2 separate regions of the Gossypium arboreum genome follow, and region 2 is linked to region 1. Evidence: chromatin contacts called from public Hi-C data. All regions are on one chromosome and are shown on one strand. The core of a region is the stretch at or near the end of the contact, and the rest is flanking DNA. Distances in the headings are between cores, read along the strand shown. Region 1 holds the start of LOC108460203 (DUF724 domain-containing protein 2-like). Region 2 overlaps LOC108460195.

What was found. Hi-C and Micro-C count contacts between places; a contact is called where the count stands out from the background.
Region 2: a Hi-C map of leaf shows a contact between it and region 1, with 2.2 times the contacts expected there. The contact joins the enhancer-like site here to the promoter of LOC108460203 in region 1. A contact is called at or near these places in 3 of 5 Hi-C or Micro-C datasets (all in leaf).

Annotation. Positions count from the first base shown.
Region 1 is chr8:33,851,106-33,858,561 of ASM2569848v2, reverse strand. It overlaps LOC108460203 (DUF724 domain-containing protein 2-like), which reads right to left and starts at 3,889. Exons shown (of 8, transcript XM_053018258.1): 1 at 3,039-3,889; 2 at 2,193-2,609; 3 at 1,198-1,653; 4 at 444-555; 5 at 154-365. The coding sequence starts at 3,515. LOC108460204 (SWR1-complex protein 4) reads right to left here. Exons shown (of 17, transcript XM_053018259.1): 11 at 7,395-7,456; 12 at 6,787-6,882; 13 at 4,951-5,022; 14 at 4,780-4,840; 15 at 4,659-4,693; 16 at 4,477-4,566; 17 at 4,029-4,374. The coding sequence ends at 4,483.
Region 2 is chr8:34,006,665-34,014,120 of ASM2569848v2, reverse strand. LOC108460195 reads left to right here. Exons shown (of 27, transcript XM_017759592.2): 20 at 702-747; 21 at 835-1,083; 22 at 2,160-2,390; 23 at 2,591-2,682; 24 at 3,009-3,237; 25 at 3,541-3,897; 26 at 4,069-4,142; 27 at 4,260-4,823. The coding sequence ends at 4,365. Among protein-coding and RNA genes, the nearest start is that of LOC108460195, 21 kb to the left of the region's middle. Within about 2 kb of position 4,885, at least 1 of the 2 cell types and tissues checked has an H3K27ac peak or open chromatin away from gene starts, as enhancers often do. A contact at or near this core is called in leaf, where this site is marked.

The DNA.
Region 1 (7,456 bases), core at 2,640-5,139:
GATCATGACAAGGAAATATAGATCAGTTATCAAGTACTTCCAACAGTTTAATAACAAACTTGTTCCCATTTAAGAATTTGAGCCATTTTGAATTTAAAAGTTTATATTAGTAGTTTTCCATGAGCCAAAGACTAAAATGAATTTTTTGCTTACCATATTTTCATTTCTGACTGAATCATTTAAATTGTTCTTTTGATCCCCCATTAGCTTCCCAGGTTCCTCACTAGGGATCTGACAGGAATTTTCCGCCTGTAAAGTCTTTGAGAACTTTGCTGCTAATCCTAAGATGATGGGCATTTCAACTTCTTTTGTTTTAATATCCCCTTCATTAATTTCTCCAGCAACCCTTGTAGTTCCTTCCTTGCCTGAAAATATATAATACATACACATTATCTTTAAACAATTTATCAAACTGGCAAACATGTATTGAACACTAAATTTACCTGCTGTCAAAACCTGTGGGCCATTACTTGGTGACTTTCTAGCTTTTACATTCCTCTTCGCAAGGTTGTCTACTTTACCATCAGCTGAACCAACTTTCTGCCTCTTAGTCGTCTGCATTAGTAAGGGGAAATGTAGATCAAATGAAGGTAGTAGCGACAGTGCTGATCAGGAATATTGGCTGATGGAGCCAACAAATCCAAAGTGACAATAATCAATGATCATTACCCAGTTAGAACGGTGATGTTGACAGAAAAGGCGGTCATTTGAAGCAGTTTGCTGCAAAGCAAGTGGGCACATTGAATATCCCGGTTGGAAAACAAGGTTGCTCAACCCTTGAAACAACCCATTGAGCAGTGACAACTATGTCAAGCAGGCCAATTTTTTTATGATACTCACGTAGACAAGACATGTTTGTAGTTATTATGATTCTAAAGCAGCAAGCTAGTTTTCACTTCTTTGTGCCAAGGTTATGCTTGAAGGCACACATGACTTTCTAGCATATTTTAGACCAAGACATACTCTTAACATGGTGAAGTTTTAGAAGCTGAGTGCTTCAAGGAAAGGCAACTCAGGCATGCAATGCAGGCACCAAAGAGTGGTAAAGTACACAGTATTTTAAAGTGATATTTATACATTTCTCGTCATCAAATAGGAATGTATTAACATGTGAAAAAGAAAACAAAGAACGAAATGAAAATGATCTGATGTTGCTAGTATGAACAATGGAACTCTAAAACAATAAATCTAACTCACAGTTGCTGCTTCTGTTAATGGGCTCTCACTCTTAGCACAAGGCTGATCAGCAATCACAGTTTTCTTTGGGAATTTAATAGCTTTACCACCAGTCCTCGGATTCCCTTCTTTACACAATGTTTCACTAGGCATATCTTTTAACTGATCGCCAGTGACTGATATCGGTGTTACCACTGCATTTCCTTCAGTTAGCTTTTTTGAAGACCGTGAATTAGAAGTGTTGCCATTTGATGTTTCCAGTTTGACCTTCTTCTTGCCTGAGTGCAAAGTACTGTTTTCATCAGTGGGAGTTGGCTGCTCTGTAGCATTCCTTTTCATCTTTTTCAAAGGAATCTTATCTTCAGTGTTTTCTTTTGTGGACAAGGAACTTTCAAGTTCTCCAGCCACCTTGGTGTTCCGGGTACCACAGAGAGCATCCCCTATCAGCTCTTGGTCATCAGAAGCAATTATGACTTCCTGAAACAAAAGCTCAATGCTTAAGTACTCTTTTACCTAAAAACAAATGATATTTACACTTGCATGCGACTAAATTTCTGAAATAATCACAAAAAAAAAAATGCAAACCACTAAAGGAATTGTAGGCAATGCCAGAAGTAGTACAAACATTTAAGGCATTCAACACACAAACTAGTTACATGTAGAATCTGACCAGATTCTAAAAAACAGTGAAACTTATACAAAAACTAGTTCAACATTTGTCTAGAAAAAGTTGAAATATGTGTAGACGGGAAAATAAGATATAAAAAAAAAAGCATTTTTAAAACTGGAATACAGAAGGCCATCACTGTTATGTACAGAAATCAACTTAGATAAAGCCAAAAATCATTATTTCAGATGTTTATTTCCTTCTCCTTTTAAGATAATTAAAAGGTATGCACTAGACCCATGTTCAGTACCACAAACACAACATTAACAGCTCATTAAATTTTAAAGTGGGAAAATAATGGGGTAACAAAAGAAATTTATATCCCAAAAAGAAAAAATAGGAGAGATACCTTGGATTTACTAATCCATTTTCCATCTGTCCATTCAACATTAGGCCTTATATCAGAGTGAGAGAGTTCCTTGTCCTCATTTCCATGCTTAAAGAAGACATTGTACCTTCTTCCAGTAAGAACTTTGGTAATTACTCCAGTGCGCCAACCAAAATTATATGTTGTATCCACTCTTTCCAGCAATTCATAATTCCTATCTGCATATCGAGGAGGAGTGGGTCTGATATGGAGGGAATCTACAACAACTTTTGCAGTCCCAGACTCATCATCATTCTTAGAGTTCTGATACTTCACCAGGAAAGTCTTATCCTCATTTTCTTTTACGACTATTGCAGGGAACCAAACATCACGTAGGTTTTCATCATCAACATTTACCTCCACTGCTGTCCCAGAGCTAAAAACGGAGCCTGTTGATTGCTTTAAAACACATAAAATAAAATCACTCACACGATACCATAACAAAAGTCAATCAGGTTTCCACAGATGAAAGTTTCGAACATATAAAACTAAATTTACATGACTCCCAGGCCAAAATGCAATGAAAATTAGCAGAACTTAAACAAAGAAAGCACTAAAGGTAAAACATATCGATCGAGATCATTATTTACACCAATTAATTGAGCACTAGAAAGGCCCTAATTTTAGAAGCAATCATGAAAGCATGACTTAAATAGCAAATTTTCAGTGTAAAAAGCTACATGCAGCGAGATTCGCAAGTTCAATACCGGGAAAAAAATTTATTCCTAAAAAAGTTAGGCTCTCAACTCCAAAATAAACCCCCCCCCCCCAAATTTCCAGATAAAAAAAAACTGAAAAATTAAAAAGAATGAACACTTCACCCCATACCTGCTTTTCAGGACGAACCCAGTTGCCATCGATCCAATCCCAATGAACCCTTAAATCTTTCCTATCAAACTCAATGACATCAGGAGGATTATCAAAGTAAACCCTATATTTCGACTTCGACAAAACCTTCCTCACAACGCCAGTCCACCAACCATCTCTGTACCTCGCATCAACGACGTCGTTCACTTCGAACCCGGACTGAGCATTCCCCTTCTCGTTGGGCGGCAAAGGGCGAATATAACCGGGGTCAACATGCTCAGTCAAAGGGGACTTACCATCGTCAGCGAGTAAAGCCTTGTAGCGAACAAATGCCTTCTTTCGTTTCTTGGAAGTGGATTTGGGAGGCATTTCGAGGATAGTGGCCAAGTACCAAGCCCCTCGAAAGCCTTCCTCGTCACTGCTGACCTCGACTTGGGCTCCCTTGCTTAAAGGCTGTTGTTGTTGAAGTGGGTCATTTTCAGCAGGAGAATTCACCATGCTTGGTGAAACTGAGAGAGTTAGGGTATGTGGTGTGGAATCTTTCTAGCAGAAAATTCTAAGGGTTTTTCATTTTTTCTTTTTTTATCTATTTTTATTTGGACACTGCACTTCGCATTTCAGTCAATCGGCTAAAGCTAAATGCTATTGGCCGCTTTTTCTTTTTCTTTTTCTTATTTTTTTTCTTGAAGTTCTCTATCAGTATAAAATTTATTAAAGAATTGAATTTTACAATTATATGCTATAACTCCAACCAAGACAAATGCCTTGTTGCCAAATATTCCTTGTTCATTTATAGATAGTAATGTTTATTATTTATATGATAATGTATTTATTCACAAAACATAGTAAATAATTTGTTTTCTTTTGTTTTGCTCATGACGATTATGTCACAACTGGACTAACACATTAACACTTCTATATTTCAATTACCACATGTTCGGTTGAAAAAACACATGAATCATAAAAATAAATAAATAAACACTTAAAAGGACTTGTTTTAATTGCATGTAATTTGTTTAAAAATAAATTAAAAATTAATTACCACGACAGAATAACTAGGTTGCTCCTGGATAGAAATATGAACATTTACAAAATAAAATACCCAACTCTCTCAGCTAAGCAAAATGGGTGAAAAATACGTGTTGGTTTTTTTGGATCCTGATGCTTTATGCATATTCATTCAAAAAGATGTCTTTTTCCTACTTGACTACACAAACTTACAAAGCCTGGTTAAAGGGTTAAAAAAGAAAAGAGAAAGAGAGAGAGAGAACTTGGTAGTCAAAAACTATGGAACTTGTTCATCTGCTTCCAATGACCAATGGTAGAGTAACAATGGGGTTGGCAATGACCCTGAAATCTTGCAATGAATCAAAAACTGGCTGATGAGAATTTGGGCAAATAAGAAGAAAGCAATATCATCATTTTGTTTATACGGGGTGATGTCAATTTGCTAGCTCACCCTGTTTTATAGATCAGAAGCTTTCATCTTTCTTGGTCTTTTATGAGCTCCCGCTGGTGAAGATGGAGTCTCAGATGTTCTCCCAGGTCCCTACAATACATATACACATCATAAGACCTGATAAGTTCCAAAACTTAAGAGACAAAAGGAAAAATTAAGGCAAGAAAATAATATATATATACCTTTCGTTTTTGCTCCCTCTTGACAACCCTATCACCTGGAATTACTATCAGATATGAAAATGATCAAAACCATTAAACTCGTCCGTCTCAGATAAAAATATTAAAGGAAAATGAGATTTACCTCCAAAACTAATGGTGTCGGGGACAAATGTACGGTCCTGATCAGCAGCACGTTGCGGTCGCTGCTCAATTGACAGAACCCCACAAAGTTTCAATGATTTGAACCATTGACATAATCACACATCTGTAAAACTATGAAATTAAAATGATTCAGAGACTTAGACTTTTCAACCTTTGCAGTGCCTGGCATATCACCATAGGAACCATCACGGAAAGATGAACCTTCTGCCTCCTTGTATTGCAACTGTTAAAAAGACACAAAACTTCTTTTAATGCCTTGGCTAAACTTCTGAACACAATTAATCAAGCATAATTCATAATTTAGATCTAACTCTAAAGATGTGCTTGGTTAGGTGGAAAAGACGAGGGACTAGAAAAATGGAAAGAATAAATTTTAAGTGTGCTTGGTAGGGAAGAAAAGTGAGAAAAAAAATAGAAAAGATGACCATTTTTCATCCTAATGCATAAAAATCAATACTTCCAAATTGGAAAGATGAGAGGAGAGAAAATGAGATAGATGTGTATTTTAGTTCAAAACTATGCATTTTTTCCTTTCATTTTTCAACTTTACCAAGCAATGAATAGAAAGAAATTTCATATTTTCCATCTTTCTATTTTTCTACCACTTCAGTTTTCCATCTTTTTCATTTTCTTTCCACTCTACCAAGCAAAGTCTAAATCCGGAACCCCACAGTTTCAACACCTCGGCCTAATTGGTACAAGCACAATAAATGATATAATTTTTCAGATGCCTATCAGAAAAGAAAATATAATATCTTGGACTCAACGAAAATGAGAAATAACATGACTAAGTTCATTCTCTCTTTTTTTTTCATAAATAATAATTCAGTAAAAGGAATTGGAGATGAGAACTATTTTAACGAAGTTGTACAATAATTTTGCAGGAATTGTTTAACTACAGATCTTAACATGAATGGTAGGCTTGATATAGAAGAGGAGTGTTAACTAACACTCAAGTTTCGAAATGATGAATAAAAGATAGATGTTACAACATCAAGGTGTTTGGTTGTTGAAAATTGTGATACATATTATTCTAATCATGTATTTGCTGAGTTAAAACATAAGTATTCTTTGTTAATGTACCATCTTACCCTTAACATCTTTATTTTTATATAATTTAAAATAAAATATAATAAAATTATTCAAAAATATTTATATTAAAATATAATAAAATACTAAAATAAAAAATATTATAATATTTAATTTTATATTAATATTAAGATAATAAAATAAAAGTATTGTTGTTTGAAAACAATATACTAATATTATTACTTTTTTAAAATAATAAAATATACAATTTTATTAAAATAATAAAATATACATTTAAATATATATAAATATATAAATAACAATATATTAAATTATATAATATTATATTAATATTAATATATTATTAAAATGTATACTTTTAATATTAATATAATAAAATAAAATATCTATATAATTGTATAATTTTATATTAAATATATAAAATAATAAAATATTACTGTTTGAAGTTGATAAAATAATAAAATATATTTTTTATTAATATTTATATATTTTATATTAAATTTAAATAAAAACATTATCAAAAATCATTTAATTTAAATTCAGGCTGAGTCGGGTCAGCCCAAGGACAAGAAATGACGAGCTGGGCTGACCAAGTCAGGTGGGTCACTGGACTCATGAACTGCTGTACTTGAGGGTGAGAATAAAATTGGAACAAAAATAATTGAAATTGAGTAAAAGATGAGTGATATTTAAAATATTCATTCACATAGGTGAAGGTTATCACCCATCTAAGTAAAAAGTCATGTGACCTTGTTATTTATCAAGACTACCAAATGCCATGTTATTTGAAACTCATGTGATAGTTCCGTAATAAATGAGCTATCAAACCAGTTTCAAGCAACCCAAACGGGCCCTAAAGGATTACGTTATTATTAAAAAAAGGGCCCAAAGAAGACGATCATACTACAGATAATTTTGAGACATGAATGTAAAATACCTGTTTCTGGAGATTTAGCAACGTTAGAATTTCTTTTCTTAATTCAAGATGCTCAGCACAAACGGCCTTTGTTGGAACCTTTGGCTTTAAATTAACCTGTAAAGATTAATATAAAACTTATATACCCAGTTTCAGGAAGATAAAAAACTAGAATAATGAAGAATGCTTAAAAGATTAAGAATAGAGTTACAAGCAAATGACAACAAATACAGAGCAAAGGATTTACTTTGGCACAAACCGGCAATAATTATTAAAAGTAATAAAACAGGTTATCTAACAATGACAAAAAATCTATTTTACTGAACCTCTACATCATCTCCAATAAGACCAATTTCATCTAGAAACATAAAAGACCTTATAATTGAGAAATCATATAGATTGAATATGCTCACAAAATGAAATCCAGTGAGAAACCCTCAGAGAGAGGAATCTTCATGTGTAGAAATTGCAACCAAAAAAACTGAATTAGAATAAGTTTAAGAAATGAAGTAACCATTAGAAAGAGTTTTCCGGTCTGGTCATCATGCATATAATTCAACATCATCCACCAACAAGTGATATAAGAATCTATCTGCGCATAATTAAAATTTCAGGGAGCATAGACAAACCCCAAGATCTTGTAAGGTTTGCTCAACCCGCTTGATGGTCCGAAGTCCAGCAGAGGAGCTTG
Region 2 (7,456 bases), core at 3,636-6,135, 150 kb before region 1:
ATTGTCTTTGCTAAACAGTATTATCTCCTAAATGCATTTTAACCACTGTGAAAATGAATAACATGTCTTGTTTTCTCTCCTTTTTGTAGTTTGATATTTTCTCCTAATACCGATAAATATGTGTAACATCTCCATAATCACGATATTTCATTTCAACTAGAAATTTTTGTTAAATGATTAAGTGATTCTAACTTTTCATGCTCACATTATTTCCTTGAAAAAAATGGAATTATGGTCACCCTTTGTTCTATCATGGTCTGTAGGAAGGCAATGCTATGAGTTTATTCACTTGCTTCGGCCTTACTTGTGGTTGTTAGAAACTTCCAGGCTATCATGCTTGTTTATATTTGCCCATGAGTGTAAGGATTTCATTGTTGCCAGAACTTTCAATGTATGAAACATCAGTACTTAGATATTTTTATTTGACTGATTGTCATACATAACTTTAATAGTTTCTTTGGTGTTTGAAAATGAGAATTTCCGAGGATGTTAAAGAGTTGCTAGTATATGCAAGTGATATATGATGGGTTTTATAGATATGAGTTGTATTCCATGTAATGAGATCGGAATGAAGTAACATTTAGAGTTGACTATTACCCATAAATCTTCCTATAGAAGCCGTTTTGAATTACATGTGATCTCTTTAAATTCGATCTCACTATTGGTGCATAGTTTATAACTAGTGCGGTGGTTTTTTGCAGGAATAATGGAGAAAAGAAGTTTCTTTTCTATCCTAGACTACACCATGTAAGCATCAAATGGACTAACTTACATACAACTTCTGCAATGTTAAAACTATGTTCATATTGGTGAATTATTTGCACTGTTTCTTAGGTTTCGGTGACAAATGATGGTTGTCAAGCTTCAGTGCCTCCATTCTCTGGTCGACTAGGGCTATACTTGGAGGGATCAGTTTCTCCCGCTATTTCTGGTGTTCATATACAGATTATTGCTGGGGACGAGGGCAGCATTACTTCAGTCAAGAAAGGAGGAGTAGTGCTTGAAACTGCTACAGAGGCAGAGGGGTCTTATGTTACAGGACCTTTGTATGATGACATAACTTACAATATCAGGGCTTCGAAGGTAGGGAATGTTTATTCTGGTATTATTTCTTCTCAACGTCAGCTTGAAGTCAATGTGTGTTAAACTCCTTTTTCAAATTTAACAACTAACATAGCATCATCTTGGTGTCATTTTGTATTTTTGGCATTTGTTTATGTAAACGCATTAGTCTTATAATGGATATTCAAAATGATAGTTTTCTGTTCTTCAGTTAAATGATTTGATACCTCCCTTTTTTTTTTTTGTGACGAGTAACCATGATATTTTCTTGTTTTTAATTGATAACTATGAGAACTTTTATCTTCAAGACTGGGTGGAGATATGGGCTGTGTTGGTAGTCTTTTGGCCTACGTTGAATATGTGATGCATGTCTGCAGTTTCTCTTTTTGTCATTCTCACTAAATTAGTTAGTATTTGGAGTCATAGAAAATAAAATAAGTATTTGAGTGGGGAAGTTTCTTGTTTGAAGAGCAGTGCTGGCAATTGAGTCTTATTTTAGATCAGGTAGTGATGGTGTGTATGTCAACCATTTCATTGGTAGAGGAGAGAGGCATGTTCTCTAAAAGGTAGTAAATCTAGTAATGGTTGCAGCTGTTACTAAGTGCTAGCCTGCACACTTGTGATCTATGTTATCTAGACTCTTCAGTTTTTTTTTGCAAGTACTTGTGTCTGACCCATATTTGGACTGGATTATGGGTGCATGGTCTTCTAAATACATGAAAAAGCTTAAGAACTTGTCTGCCCCAAGTCTAAATAACATAGCTTGTGATTACTAACAATAAATGGAATGGGCATGTGATACATAGAAGATGGGACTGGGTGAACTGAACTTCTAGCTTTAGATACATGGATGCCTTTAATTTGGTTTTCTGTTATTAGATGGAAAATAAGCTTTCATCCTTTGGATGGATGTAAATACTCCAAGATCTAAAGCATCATGGATCCACAATTTCTCATATGGTTTTGCGGGTACAATTTCAGTATGAATTTGTAATAATTAAGACAAAAGTTCTGTTTAGCTGATTTTTATCATCTTCGATGTTCTTTTTTGTGCAACTTATTGTTACATTTCCTGATGTGTCTCTTATTTGGTGCAGCCTGGATTTCATCTCAAACAAGTAGGGCCATATTCTTTTTCTTGTCAGAAGCTTAGTCAAATATCTGTGAAAATATATTCCAAGGATGATGCGACTGAACCTATGCCATCTGTTCTGTTGTCATTGAGTGGGGATGATGGGTATAGGAATAACTCTATGTCAGGGACTGGTGGAATATTTGTCTTTGAGAACTTGTTTCCAGGAAGCTTCTATCTTCGGCCTCTGCTAAAGGTACCTAATCATTTTTCTTCTGATTAGAACGTTCAATTTCTTAAGTTAGTTGAAACTGCAATCGGAATCTAGGCATTTGGTTAATCTGAGGTAAATCACGATCATATGCACATTATAGACAGAAATATTTAGGAGGAGTTTTAAACTGGTTTTCTGTTCGATTTAATTACTCCAACAAGTGATCTCTATTTATCTTGCAGGAGTATGCTTTCTCACCTTCAGCACAGGCAATAGAACTTGGCTCTGGAGAATCTAGAGAAGTTGTTTTCCATGCTACACGTGTTGCTTACAGGTTTTTCTTTTGCTTTAACTCCCCAGTTGCCTTTTTGGCATTGTAAACATTTAAGCGCATGCTTCAATGGTATTATTGAAGATAAGTTTTTTATATATTTTTCCTGGCTCTTATTTACATTAAATTGTCTTAAATTTAAGTTTTTTAATTTAGGTGATATGTTCAGCATTTTTTCCAACTCTCCTTTATAGTTGAGTTACAATCCAAACTTCTAAGATTCTCTGCTACATCACTGCAAAACATAGTATATATTTCTTGAAAATGTCTAGCTTATGTCAGACCCGAAGTACTGTGCATGGGTTTAAGGCAGTTTAATTTCTCTGCAGTGCAATGGGCACGGTAACTTTGTTGTCTGGCCAACCAAAAGAAGGTGTCTCAATTGAGGCCCGCTCAGAGTCAAAAGGCTACTATGAGGAGACAGTAACTGATTCATCTGGGGGTTATCGTCTGCGAGGACTGGTTCCTGACGCATTGTATTCAATCAAAGTTGTGAAGAAGGATGGCTTGGGTAGTGCTAAAATTGAGCGAGCATCTCCTGAATCTGTTCCTGTAAAGGTTGGTTCTATTTGCTGGAGCTTTTTCCCCCTTTTTTGGGTTTTTGTCTTAATTCTTAAATGTGTTTAAGCTCTTTTAAGACCTTAAATGTTATTTTGTATGAAGCTTTTGTTGTATCAATGTTTGAATTTGACATCATCACAATTGTAGTTGGAACTGAAGTTATATAATTCATGATCAACTGGGTGAAGCTTCTTCAAAATCGAAATCTCATTTTTTTCAGAAAATCATTTCCATCGACAATACTAGGGCTACTAAGTTTTAAACTTCTGATGTGTATGTGATTGATTAATCACTTTCCAGGTTGGGAATAACGATATCAAGGGACTGGAATTTTTGGTCTTTGAAGAACCAGAGATGACTATCTTAAGTGGCCATGTTGAAGTGAATAGGACTGGGGAATTACATTCTCATTTATTGGTAGAAATCAAGTCAGCTGGTGACACGTCTAAAGTAGAGTCTGTCTTCCAACTGCCATTATCCAACTTCTTCCAGGTAAAGCACTTGCCAAGGGGAAAACATACCGTTCAGCTCAAATCCAATCTCCCTTCTAGCACTCACAAATTCGAGTCGGAGGTTATTGAGGTTGACCTAGAGAAGAATGCTCAAGTTCATGTCGGTCCCCTGAAATATAGTGTGGAGGAGTATCATCACAAACAGGTTTGTTTAATTTTGTTAAAATCATGCATGTGTTCCCTTTTTTCCAAATGATTATGCAACTATGTATAACAAAAGAGTGGTCCTACTAAAACTACAATGATGTTTGATTATATATGTACTTACTGTTTACCATCGAACTTTCCTTTTTTTGCTTGTCTTGCTTACCAATAGGAATTAACTCCAGCACCGGTATTCCCTCTTATTGTTGGAGTTTCAGTGATCATTCTCTTTCTCAGCATTCCAAGGTAACTTGAATATCCTTTGACCCCCCCTTCTTTCCCTCATATGCCTTAAAAGATTTTATATTTATGTGGATAATTTCTGATAATGTTCTCCTGTGTTTTATACTTTTTCTTAAAAAGACTAAAGGACATTTACCAAGCCGCCACGGGAATACCAACACCTGGTTTTATGACAACTGCAAAAAAAGAACCACGGAAGCCAGTTGTGAGAAAGAAGACTTTTTGAAGAACCCTTTTCCACCAAAGGGATGCGACTCTGGGGCTCAGAAAGAGTGTTAAAAGTTTATATTTCGTTCATTCCCCGCAACCCCCCCCCCCCAAAAAAAAAAAAAAAACCTGAGAGTTTTGGTAGATGATAAAACTAATTTGGATGATAGCAGTAACATCTTGGAGAACGTCACTTTGATGAGTTCATTCATAGGCTTTATTAGCTTTGTAGGATTGAACCTGACTGTATCATTGTAGAAGCAAATGAACATAGATGTCAATGAACTAAGTAGCCCAACTCAGCAGTCTTTTGGGTTGAAATATTTTTGAGCTTGGCTCATTTGGGTTCGAGGGTTGATTTCTTTCGAGTTGGGTCATTATAGATTTATCTTATTTCAAAGTCATCTGTTTGGATTAGGGTTTTGATCAATTTTGGTACCATAGTTAATGATGAAATCAAATTGGGTTGAGTTTAAATTTTGGTGGAACAGGTTTAGGGAAGGAAGGGAAAGTAGAAATGCCACAGGCATCCGTACCAGCAAAATTATATAATATGATATGGAAGTTAATTCAGTTATATTTTAAGCAGCTACCAGCTGTAAGAGGAAATATCTTTTGATTTTAGTTTCAGGCTTGGGAATGAAATGGAACTCATGAGACATGAAATTGTAAGACAGTATAGAAACTGAAGTTTCCGGATAATTAATGATGCGTACATACTTGTATTGTTAGCAAGGAAATAACTTGTTGCCAGGCATAATTAAAATGAAAGCAAATATATTATCAAGAACTAATGATGATGTATTAACTAGCTCTACTACAATTAAATTTTCCTTGAAAACCTCATTCAGTCTTCACCCTGAAATCAGATCATATCGAGAACTGAGTAGTATTGAAAAAAAAAAAAAGAAAACAAATTGAATAAGAAATCAATTTAAGTTGACTGTTGAATTGTTTTTTTTTTAAATATTCTAATATTTAATTTAATTGAAATCAGATTGACAAACAACTTATGATTGATACTTGTGTTTTTTTCTTTGGTAAGGGTAGAAAGTAAGAGAACTGAGTGATGGGGAGGAGACAATAAAAGAGGTAAAAGCATTGTATAGGTTTTTGTATTAGAGGTTTTTGTATTAGAAGTCAGATTGTATTTTGTCTTTTTGATAAAAAAATTGACAAATTAATTTATGTATGTTGGATCAAGTTTTAAACTAGTTTACTGTTAAAAACTATTTTTTGTACATTAAAATGAGAGACATATGACATGTCAAGTGTAATTATTTAGTATTTTGTCAACTACTTTAGTTTTTATTAGTAAAATAAATGATATTTTTAACAAAAAAACTTATTTTTAATTTAATGTATTAGGATTAATTTTTAATTTTTAAGTAAAGAAATAAAATATAATTTAATTTTTTCAAAAGAGATCTTTATAATACTTTTACCCGATAAAAAACAACGGATGGAAATATGTTATCCCTAAGATTTGGGGTCCAAAGACAAGATTTCATCAAACAACCATTTAATTTTGGAGATTTGTCTCCTCACTTTTGAAACCCCATTTCTCTCTATTTGTCCCTAAATACAATATTTTATATTACATAATTAATATTTATATCACGTTTAAGTTGAACATGTCAAAACCCTAATGTTTTTTTTGCATTGACTTGCCCCATGCCCATGTGCACCACTTCTAATGGGGTCGAGAAACGAGATTGTTTATTCACAAAAATATTTAAAAAAGCAAAACTAAAAAGTTTAGCTCTATCTTACCACCCATATCCAACAGTGGAAGGGATGAGAGCAGTTTCGGGTCAAGCTGCTCCTTTTTATTATTTATTCATCATCTAAATATTTAATTTATAAAATTCATGATTAATATATTAAAAATAATAATCCAAATCATATCACTAAATGTTATAAGAATAAATAGATTCGACCACTTTAACAAATTTTAGAAAATAGATCAATAATGATTAAAATTTAAAATATTTTTGTTAAAATAATCTATGAGTGTCAATCTTCTAGAAAAGTTTACTCTCAATGAAAGAAAGCAAGAGAGAAAAGAGGCGGGAGGAATTCTTGTTTATTTTTATTAATTAATGCTTTTGGTTCCGGTCTTGATAAAAAGAATAAGTTATTAAGATATATTGACTTTCTTTTCTTTCTTTTGTTAATTTTAAAACTAATTAATTATTCACATAACATTTATAGCATAATCAATGTGTATGACACGTTAATTTTACATTTATTTTAGATGATTTGATGAATTTTTGTAAAATTGGTAGGCCAAATAAGTTATTTTGCCAAATGAAAATTATAATGATATCAAGTTTTCTTAAAGTTTAAATTATCTTATTATACATAAGTTGTAAATTCAATCTTTGTATTTTAACTGTTCAATTTTAGTCGATGTACTATTTGAGTTGATGAATTTTAATTTTTATATTTTTTAATTTTAAAATTTCAGTTCGATCCAAAAGGTAGCAATTAAATTTATTTGGTTAAATTCTACTATTAGTCTTATATTATGAGTAAGTTATAAACTTAATTCATATTCTTCAATTTGATTATTCTTAGTTCCTATACTTTTTGAATTTTGAAATTTTAGTCTTAAAGCAAGCAATAATTGTTAAATTCATAAAATGATATTTTTATGAGTAATATGTAAAAATAATAAATTTATATAGCATTACACGTGTAATAATACATTTACTAAATAAAATTTAAAAATTTAACTGATATTATTTAATCAGATTTAAATTTCAAAATTAAAAAATATAAAAACTAAAAATAATTAAAGTAAAGTAAAAAACAAAATTCATAATTTACGCAGGATTAATAACAAAATTAAACCATTCTTAAATATATAATTGGATAAGGGGAACAGCCAAACCCTCCCAAGTGCTAATAATTCAATTCAATCCTTCAAACACATTTCCTATATGAAAAACAAAAAAACATATTTTGTCACTAAAAAACAATATAATCAATTATAATACACCATTTTTAGCTTTGGCCATAAAATTTTAAAACTTACTTAGGTATTATCACAATTTTTTATTTCGCACCCTTTATGTTATAAAAAAGGGCATTGTGTAAATATATTA